2 separate regions of the Mus musculus genome follow, and region 1 is linked to region 2. Evidence: chromatin contacts called from public HiChIP or PLAC-seq data. All regions are on one chromosome and are shown on one strand. Each heading gives the region's core, a stretch centred on a gene start, on an enhancer-like site or on the middle of the called end of the contact. The rest is flanking DNA. Distances are from core to core; before and after follow the strand shown.

What was found. HiChIP or PLAC-seq counts read pairs in DNA pulled down with a chosen protein or histone mark.
Region 1: an H3K27ac HiChIP or PLAC-seq map of heart atrium shows a contact between it and region 2, with 6 times the contacts expected there. The contact joins two enhancer-like sites. A contact is called at or near these places in 1 of 15 datasets of contacts at CTCF or cohesin (the NIH/3T3 cell line), 8 of 484 Hi-C or Micro-C datasets (cranial neural crest, embryonic fibroblasts, myocytes and 2 more), 3 of 115 datasets of contacts at active chromatin or transcription factors (cardiomyocytes, heart atrium and large pre-B cells) and 1 of 9 other capture datasets (embryonic trunk).

Annotation. Positions count from the first base shown.
Region 1 is chr6:51,078,404-51,083,421 of GRCm38.p6, forward strand. No RefSeq gene overlaps it. Among named protein-coding and RNA genes, the nearest start is that of Gm31746, 20 kb to the left of the region's middle. Within about 2 kb of position 2,893, at least 13 of the 459 cell types and tissues checked have an H3K27ac peak or open chromatin away from gene starts, as enhancers often do. A contact at or near this core is called in heart atrium, where this site is marked.
Region 2 is chr6:50,970,742-50,975,475 of GRCm38.p6, forward strand. Gm38809 (a long non-coding RNA gene) reads right to left here. Exons shown (of 3, transcript XR_869079.3): 3 at 2,643-3,321. Among named protein-coding and RNA genes, the nearest start is that of Gm38809, 17 kb to the right of the region's middle. Within about 2 kb of position 2,885, at least 19 of the 459 cell types and tissues checked have an H3K27ac peak or open chromatin away from gene starts, as enhancers often do. A contact at or near this core is called in heart atrium, where this site is marked.

The DNA.
Region 1 (5,018 bases), core at 1,643-4,142, 110 kb after region 2:
TCCAAACAGTAATGATAGCACTTTGTACCAAACTGAGAGCTGGAGAGCGTGGCTGCCAAGCCCTGAGGTCGGGCTGCTGTGCTGCAGACATTCAGCAAAAGTTCTTCACACGGTCCATACAGACCACGCAGGGTGCTTAGCCAAACCCTGCAAGCACGTACCCAAAGCTGTCTCCATGCTGCCAGGGCCACCAAACCTGTCACTGTGTTCCCATATTCTGAAAGAGCTGCTGGGGTCTGGTCCTTCCTAAGCATAAATCTGTCACATGCTGGCTTTACCCAGATGCTGGGTCTTGGCTATGAAGACTGGGCCTGAGGAAACACAGAATGAAGCAGCTTTTTGGCACAGGGAACACATGCAGAGAGGAGCAAATGGCCAGGCAGGACGATGATGACAAGAAAGACACAGAGAGGTTAACTTGATTGTCCCCTTCCTGCTCCCCAGCCTCAGGAAGACACCCCCAGGCGCCAGGCCTTGACCATCTGTACCAACAGCATCTGCAACAGTCACGTGTGGCATGATGGCTCACTAACAAATGAGCATTTGCAAACTGCCTTGCAGGTCTCTGGTGACTCTAGTTCTTTCTTCACATTTCCAGCACTGAAGCAGAAAGCCAACCTAAGGCGGTGGGCAGGAAATCACAGAGTGAGGTTTAGATCACATCTCCTAGAGCAGTACAGAAAGAGACTTCAGTACTGAATCCAAAGATGTTGGGAGCAAAGTGCTTACGATCAGTACCTTGAGACCAGCACTGGGCAGAGCCCCAAGGGACAGATGTCTTGGCGGTCCTGGATACTGAATGGTGGCCTGTTCCCATCCATGGGCCCCGTGTTATTGCTCCGTGTCCTGTAACACCATCTCTGTTCTGTGAATTTCCCATAAAGGTATCAGATGGAGTGTGATATGATGCTCTCATCCCCACTCATACTATAGAAGATGTCTTCAGAATACCTCTTGATTTAATCCTAGTAATGTAAGATACAAATATCAAAATATCTGTCCTTCAAAGACAACCATCTCTGCTTCCTGTCTTCTCAAGTGAGTCCTGGCCATTTGTTCTGCTTTGTATTCTACATAATTCTTTCTGGCCTTTTGTTTCCACAGCTGTTCTGTTAGGTATAGTGCCTTTCTAGGTTTTCTTTCTATTAGACAGGCAAGGATTACATGAGTAGTCCTTCAGGCCCCCAGAGACAGGGATACTACATTCTCTATGTGTGATGTTCCCAGTATGGTATCTTAAGTGAACTTTCTTTTCTTTTGACAGTTCTCCTTGAGTGGTTGTAGTTTGTGGATGACCTCAAATTAAATGTAATACTGTTTGATTTCACCAGAGTAAGTAGTTGTTGCCCACTAGTAGTTGTGTTGAGGTCTAGATAATATACTCAATTTGGTGGATTCCCCTGAGATTCTTAAAGATGTAAAAGGACAATACAGTCTTCTCAGAGACACTGCTGGCCCATTTTCCAGTTTGATCCAAACAAAAAAGCAAGGCTCAGCAAAAGACATAAAACCTAACATCTCCCCACACCAAGTCAGGAAAATCCCAAGCCAGAAGTATAAATAAATTAATAGCACATCACTTTGTGGTGGCTCATTTCATGCTTCAGTCTATCTCCAGGGTAAGGCAGGGGGTGTGTGCGCGTATGTGTGTGCGCGCATGCCCAGGCGTGCACAAATAATGATCACCATGGTTCCCACTGAGACAAATCTGTGAAAATGGGTCCAACATGTTCTCTGGCATACTGTAGATCTCTATAATATGACACTCCCAGTAAACATAGATAACTTTGAGGACATGGTATGTAGCAAGTGCCATGTGTCACAATTAAAAATAACTGATGGGGAAACCCCAATACATCATTCTTAATCAACACAACCATGTGTGAGAAGTATATGTCTGTTACTTCAAGAGAGTGTGTTTGGAAGTGTCTGAAAAGATGAATGTTATTGATCTATTCAAAGTACAGAGGCAGCTGTCACACCCAAATAGCATTAGAGCTAGATGTTTCCTAGTTACGTCTTTGATCTTCAGCAATGATATTGGTCTGGGGATTAAGGATACCTAGGCACATTCATGTTGGCTTTACTTTCTCAAAATCTATGGATTATAATATTGTAACTTTACTAGAGTAATTATCATATAAGTGAATTTTTTAAAAAAAGCTAATAAAGGTCAGGGTGATGGCAAAGTTAGGACTGTGTTACTAGAAACTTAATCCAAATATTTTGGATGTCCCTGTTTCTTTCATAAGGATCCAAGCTTAAACAAAACACCATGCCCTATAACTTTCAAACCTGACCATGACCAGTAGGACATGTTAGACATTTTCTCCCTACTTTTGGGCTTGCATTCTAACAAAACAGAGCCTCCCCCACTTTGAATACTCTAAATGTTTGTCTACTTGGCTTTCTGCATAGTTCACCATATTGCTTTTATATATGAAGGGAGTGATTGTTAAACTAATTCTACTCTGTGATCTTTTTTTATAAAGTCTTCATTGTCTCCTACGCTCTTAGAGCCTAAATCAGTTTATAGTAAAATTCTGGTTACCTTTCTATGGAAAAGTAAAACCTTAGGCTCATAACTTCTTTCTGCCTCCAGGGAAGGGGTAAGTCTTCCTTCCGTGCTGTTTGTACATTGAATGTATTTGAATTCCATTGTGCCTTTATTGTAATATTGTGATTTTAAGGGGAGTGGATATTAAGGAATCTTTGGCAGAAGTCCTTGGTTTTAAAATGTTCCTCTACGCTCCAGATCTCAGCCATTTGTTTCTCTGTCTCAAGGCGTTGACAGGTTCACAACCCTAAGCTGCCAACTCTTATTCGTTTCTGGAACCTCTTCATCCTCCCCACAAACTGGGGGCTTTCTTGGAATCTCCAAGTTTCTTCTGAGACTCTGGAGAGAATGAGTCAGGGAAGAAGAATCTGGACCATCCTGTTCTCATTTGTTTCATACTCTTGATCAACACGTTTTAAATGCTCGGCCTTACAGAACTGATAGGAACCTGACTCTTCTCCAGTCATCCAACAGCTGAATCTATGAAGGTGAGACACAGGAGAAGGACGGCCATGGGAATAGCATAGACCACGAACTCCTGAGGCTGCTGCCCAGCACTGCTTTATGTAGAAGAGTTTCAGACACCTTGGCCAAGTCACAGGCTCTAGCACACCAGCTAGAAAGCAGGAACAGTGTTTTGCAAAGTTCTGCTCATGAAGAGTGTGGTCTGGTCTTTCCTTCAGTTCCTGGTAAAGCCCTTTTGTCTCCAGGTTCACCATTCCTTCCAAGACATTTGTCACTGGGAAACAAAGTCAAACTCCAAATAAGGAACCAACCGAGAGCCTAACACCAACCAACATGCCCATGACCAGCAGGACATTTTAGACATTTTCTCCCTTCCTTGGGGTTTACACTCTAACAAAGCAGAGCCTCCCTTACTTTGAATACTTTAAATATCTATCTACTTGGATTTCTGTACAGGTCACCAGGTAAACACTTTCAAACAGCCTCATGAAATGTATTATTTTGACATTCATGTTTTGGTGTCCTGTGCACAGAAGCAGAGTTCATGCTAGACAGGCACTGACTTCTCTAGACACAGGCGCTCTGTGATGTCTAAAGCAGGTATGTGGTTTTATACAGCTAAAGTCTGAACACCACTTCCTCAGGAGCAATTTAAAAACTCTTGAAAGACAGAAGGATAACACAACAACACAATGTCCGGTCTGCCCACCTGAAGTATCGACATCCACACCCAAGCAAAAGACCAAAGGCAGTAAGGTTGTCCTTTCACACTGGGGTTGGGACCAGAGTTTCTTCTGCATTAGAGTCCCCTTTCATGGATTTTTTTTCCCTAGTAACAGAACATGATATAAATAATTAACATGAACAATAAGTAGAGGCTGGAAATGCCTCAGCTGTTATGAGCACTTCCTGTGCTTTCAGAGGCTCCAGATTCCGTTCCCAGCATCACATGGCAGCTCACAATCAGTTATAACTGCAGTTCCAAGGAAGCCAGTGCCCTCTTCTCACCTCTGAACACAGCAAGTACACACGTGCTGCACATACGTACATATACACATACACATACGTGCAGGCAAAACACTCATACACATAACGTAAAATAACAAATTTTAAAATATTTGACAATTAAAAATTGTAAAAAATAAACTTGTTTTAAGTAAACACAAAGCAATGGCAAGGAGTCACGTTAGAACCAATGACATCAAAACACAAAAAAATGCCCACATGTTAAGTAATGTTCTTGTCGCCTTCGCACTCATAACATACCCGTGGAAGACATCTGAACCTTTTCCTCCATACTTCTTTTGAGAAATAAGTTGTCTTTCCTAGAATGCCATTCTTGTTGCCCTTAATTAAAAAGCAAATAACTGACCCAAAATGTAAAATATTAAAAAAAAAAACCTAGAATCAACAACTTTAAAGCACACACCCTCCCATCACCAATAACAGCACTTAATACACTGAAGAGAATCTGATCCCTTGTTTTCGGCCATTTCCAGACATGCCCTGTGATGTGGAGCCATGGAGCTCATTAATATAGTTATTTTAAGTTTAGTTGCTGGCCTCAATAATTGGAATAACTACTCCAATTATTCTCTACTCTTTGTATGGGCAGACCCAGACTTTCCATGAGGTCCAGAGTTATTATCGAGAAGACAGGAAGCTTGGATTGTGCGTTTAAATGGCTCAGTGATGAAGCCAATAACTTTGAACAAGAGACGTCCTTCATGAGTCTCAGTTTATCCATCCTGCCAACAGGGAACGGACTAGAAACACAGTCTTATCAGCACTCTTAGAGAAAGTGTCACATAAAAAGAAAATAATGCCACATTAGGCCCAGTCTCCTAGAGAACGGAATCAAAGCAGGAATTAAGTTCTGTTTTCTTTGGGAGGTGCAATTCCCAGGCAACTCAACAGAAGTGAAGGAGGGAGCCTAAAGAGCAGTGCAAAGAAATGTATGCAACCCTGGCTTCTGCTGCACAATGAGCCTCAAAGA
Region 2 (4,734 bases), core at 1,635-4,134:
GACACAAGTACGCAAACATCTCAGCACCCAGAGTATTGGAGAGGAACGGCTGTGGACCCTTGAAATGTGATCAAGACCGAGAGAGTAGGTAACCAGCCAAAAGAAATAACTCTTATCCGTAAAAAGTTCCACAATAAATCAGGAAGCCTTTTTTCCCCACATGTCACCTGACATGTTTAATTTGTCTGCTTTGACAGAATCATGGCAAGCCCAGCTGACCATTGGCACAATTAGAATGAGCCTTTGTGAGGAAGGGTAGGCTATTCCGCATAGGCGCGCATAGTGGAGGGACTCAGAGCAGGCATCCTGGAAGCGCTGCAGGCTAGCTCTGTATGGTGGAGCATGCAACCAAGATTTAGATGCCATGGATTTACAGCACACCAGGCCAATGGGAAGACGCAGTGCCTGTCATATTACCCAAGGCTTTTAACTTCTTCCTCTCCTCCCTTGTGTCTCCCTGGAATTCACCTTTGTCATAAACTCCAGGGAGTGATAGAAGCTTGCTCATTTTCACTTCAGAATTGTACTTATGGAACACAAGATTTACACCAAAGACAAGGAAGTGCTCTTATGATTGTCTGCACCCTCCGAGCCAAGGATAGCTGGTGGATTTATTAGTGTCAGTTGGCTAACACATCTGGTCATACGATTTGTTTGGAAAGGGCTTTTTACCAGGAAAAGGAATATACCTGAGCCTGTTAACAAAAGCTGCTTTTAACGCCTGCACTTGGTTTGGGAGAACAGGATCACGGTTGCCATTTGACCACGGTGCTGCCTACCCAGCCTGTACCAATAAGTATGCCTAATTACCAAACTTTCCATGGTACCAAGAGACTTTGTTCATGCTCAAATCCTTATATGGGTTAGCCTAGCTCAGCAAGGGACTAAACCATCCCTGTTTATAGATGAACACATTAAAACATGGCGGAGATCATGTGACTTCCCCACACTCACTCTGTGGCAGCCTCAAGTCCAGACAGTCTGACTCCAGGGTGCTCTTCCCACCGCTCGGTCTGAGCTGAGTTCCGTGAGTTAGAGGTGTTGTCTGCAGTGGATTCCTACCTACTGAGCACCAGGCAGATCAATAGTCAGATAATTGTTAGTTGTACACTTGTGCTTCGTCTTCATATTTGTTTATTCCTTATTTGGTATTTTAATATAATTGAAGTAGAAGACACATATTATAAGAGACTCAAATATTCAGTCCTGTGTCTTTTCCACAGTGATACATGCATGGCCAAACTAAGAAATGTCAATTCTAACGCAGAAGCCCCACTTCATGCTCCCCTTAAGTCATCTCAACCTCCAAACACAGAGGGGTAACATAGGGAACGTTTGATTATAAGCAACTGCTTTGTAATCTTGTTACTCCTTACATACATTGTATTTCCTCGGACAAGTCACCTTGCTTCCTTAAGGTTCAGTCCCCACCCCCACCCCCTGACCCCTATAAAACGGGAACATTAACAGAATCTGCATCGTGAGGTTACAGTGAAGTTCAAATGAACTGGAGTGAAGGCAGATAGAAAAGCCCAGGCTAAAACTACATCTTCTTCTGCACTCTTGGAGACTGCCAGCAACAATCAAGAAGTTAAAGACACAGAGACACACAAAGAAAAATTAGCTGACAGGAAGAGGGAGTGACTTGCAGCCCAAAGTGTTGTGCAGGGTTCTTAGAAAACCAAACCTATCCCAAGGCTCAGGAGAGAGCAGCGCTGAACAGCCAAAGCAGAGATGAATAGAGATCAAGTCTCACAGATGCAAGTGTGCAGAGTGAGCTGTTATGTGAGGCAAATGATCCCTTCTTTCCACTCACAAGTCCATATGCAGATGCACAGGTAGGCACGCGCACACAGCTGCAGGCACGCATATGCACACCATCAAAGATTCTAGCTGTCTAGAATAGGGAGTATTTTTTTTAAACTTCCTAGGACAGCAAGAAAAAGAAAAATACTTCTTCCTATGCCACGGACAACTTAAGTTTCTCTTGACCTTTATACCTCATTAACCATTTTGGCCACAAAATGCAAAAACACTGCCTCTTAGGTGGAAGAGACCCCAGCAAATCACAGCCTTTGTTATAAATGTTTTTACCTGTTTCATTAGAATTTCCTAGTTCTCTCGGTATAAATCAGGGTAAACAGCTGGCTTAAAGCACAGATTTGGGGGAGGGAATAAGACACCTCAAGAAAGTATAAACACAAGATCTAGAACATGCTGTGTGTGTTTCTTTTCTTTCCCCAAGAAAGACACATTTACAGCAACAGCTTTTTTATGTCTGCATATAAACGCCAAAATAATTGATGTTATTGGAGTTAGGAAAGGAAAATAAAAATGTTTCAAGTAATATTAAAAATGATAAGCATGTGATTCTATTTTGAATAGCGAGTTGATTACAGTAAAGGACAGACAAGTTTAGATTCCCAGTTGGTCCCAACTGGAGTGAAGTCTGGCATATGTAGCTGCTATGTTATAACTGAGTTTAGAAAATCTTGATGGAGATAAGAGAAGAGGTCTCTGCTTGGTCACCAACCCCACTGGTGTCCTTACATGCCCTCTTTTGCCTTCCCCATTTTTCTCTTCACATTTATTATGAGGTAAGCAGACCAGAGATAAGGATGAAACCAACCACACTGTGTGCCTCAAGTTCTCATAGATCTTTTTTAATGGGGTTCAGATAACATGACTTACAGAGCTTTTCAACAATGTGGCCATATGGCTGACCAGGAACACTGTGCTTCCTTCCTGGGTGGCTGGCTGTGGGCTGGAACAGTACGTGATGTTCAAGATGAGGGAAAAAAACGGAAGCTCCCAGTACTGAGTGAGTGGTTTAACCAAATGAGGAAAATGGGAAATGGATGGACAGTGGGAAGCTGCTTGTTTGCAGCATGTGTCAGAGCCAGCATGAGCATCTGAAGTGGGGCAGATTTTCCCTCCAGCAGGCTTTGTCCCAGCCACTCAGAACCACGGAGATTGCAATGGGAGCTGAGTGGCTGTGTTACCTTTTAGGGATCTTGTAGATACCAAAGAGATCACGGTAAGGTTCTTAATGCCCTTGAGCTTGCTGTGGGTGATAAAGGATGCCCTTTGCAGGGCTAGAGGCTGTATGGATCTATTTCCAAAGCCAGTAGTCTCTGTTCACCTCTCAGCTCCCTCTATCCTTCCCCATACAAGATGCTGGTGATTGCCTCAGCCATGACAGTAGCCTTCAGTCTTGGCTGTGCCTTCTGCTGGGCCTGCAGTTCCTCATAGCAGCTTTAGTGACAACATTAGATTTGGCCATGTAGAGTGTTTCTTCAGGTTGGACCCATAAAAAGAAACCTAAAAAAAAAAAAAAACCTAAGCCATAATTAGCTCTGTAACCCAGTGAGTTCCTTTTTTCTCTGGTTCTCCATATTCTTATCTGTAAATGAGCCTCATAAGAACCACCTTAAAATTTGCCACATGTAACTCAGCAAATTCTTACTTCTGATGGCGCCACTTGTTTGACTCTCCCTTTTAGACTCTTGTTCAAGGAAGTCTGACGGGGGAGCTGATGATGTCCCAGACTTTATCCTTGGACACTTTGGAGCTGTGAAACCATATCGTAGGCAAGGACATGGAGTAACCACAGTGTTTAGTACTCTGAGACAGGAGGTTCATGAGTTCAAGGCTAACCTTGGATAAATGGTAAAACTCTTTTTTTTTTTTTTAAGAAAATAAAAATCAGAAGGAAAATAGAAAGGAGAAAGAAAGGGAGGGAGGGAGGAAATAAAAGGAAAAGAAAGGAGAAAACAAACCTGTAAAATGTTATGAATTTCACATACATATTCTTATATATGCATTTAAAACTGGTTTTGTAGCATGTAAAAAATGAAGACTAATGCTTGTGTTAATAATTTGAAAGTTAAGTTTTCTTTACTTTTAAGGCATCCTGCCTTTCCTGCATCTGATAGCTAGCTCTGCCCCTGGCTATTGTACCAATCTCAGAAGAACTGTCGATGAGGAGTGAGCCCACCCAGTGCCCCTCTCTACTGGAAAGAGGAAAGAATTTCCATCCTGTCCTAAGACAAGATCTGCTTCTCTAAGTCTACAGCTAGTCATAAGTCAACGTTGGGCTTTAGTTTTCATCCATTCAATGAGCATTTATAAAGTTAACTGAATTCAAACTTACATAATATCAAGTCAAGCATTTCCTCAGTGGATATGCATTTTGTGCTGTGTCTGACACAGTTCATGGATTTTTGAGGACTGGGCTTTGAGGCAACTTTGAAGCAACTGAGCCCCAAATTCTTCACTACACCCAGAAGCTAATGATTTCCAGAGGCAGACACCATGAAGAAAGCACTGGGACACTGGTCTGTGAGTCAAGGGTCATTTCAGGAAGAGAAGGTCACCACTTTCAAGTATTTCAGAGGTGAAAAGGTCACTCTCTAAATACCATGTCCTGCACACTGGCTCTTCACGGTGCATGCTTGTTGCAATGCAGGCTGGAGTTGTCACTGAGGCAGACACAGTCCACATGAGATTCTTTAGCCTCTACCAGCCAAGTGTCACTACTCTGTCTTGGTTGACCCCTCTGGAGACTGGTATGGATGACTGTTTTGTCTCCTGAATGAGTGACATCAGTGGTTCATGGTGCTGTGCAGGGGTCTGGGGGCTCTGAGTCCCTTCCAGGATTTGTGTATTAAAAATACCTTTATAACAATGCTCAACTGTCTACTCATGTACAGTGTAGTTTTTCTGGAGACAAGA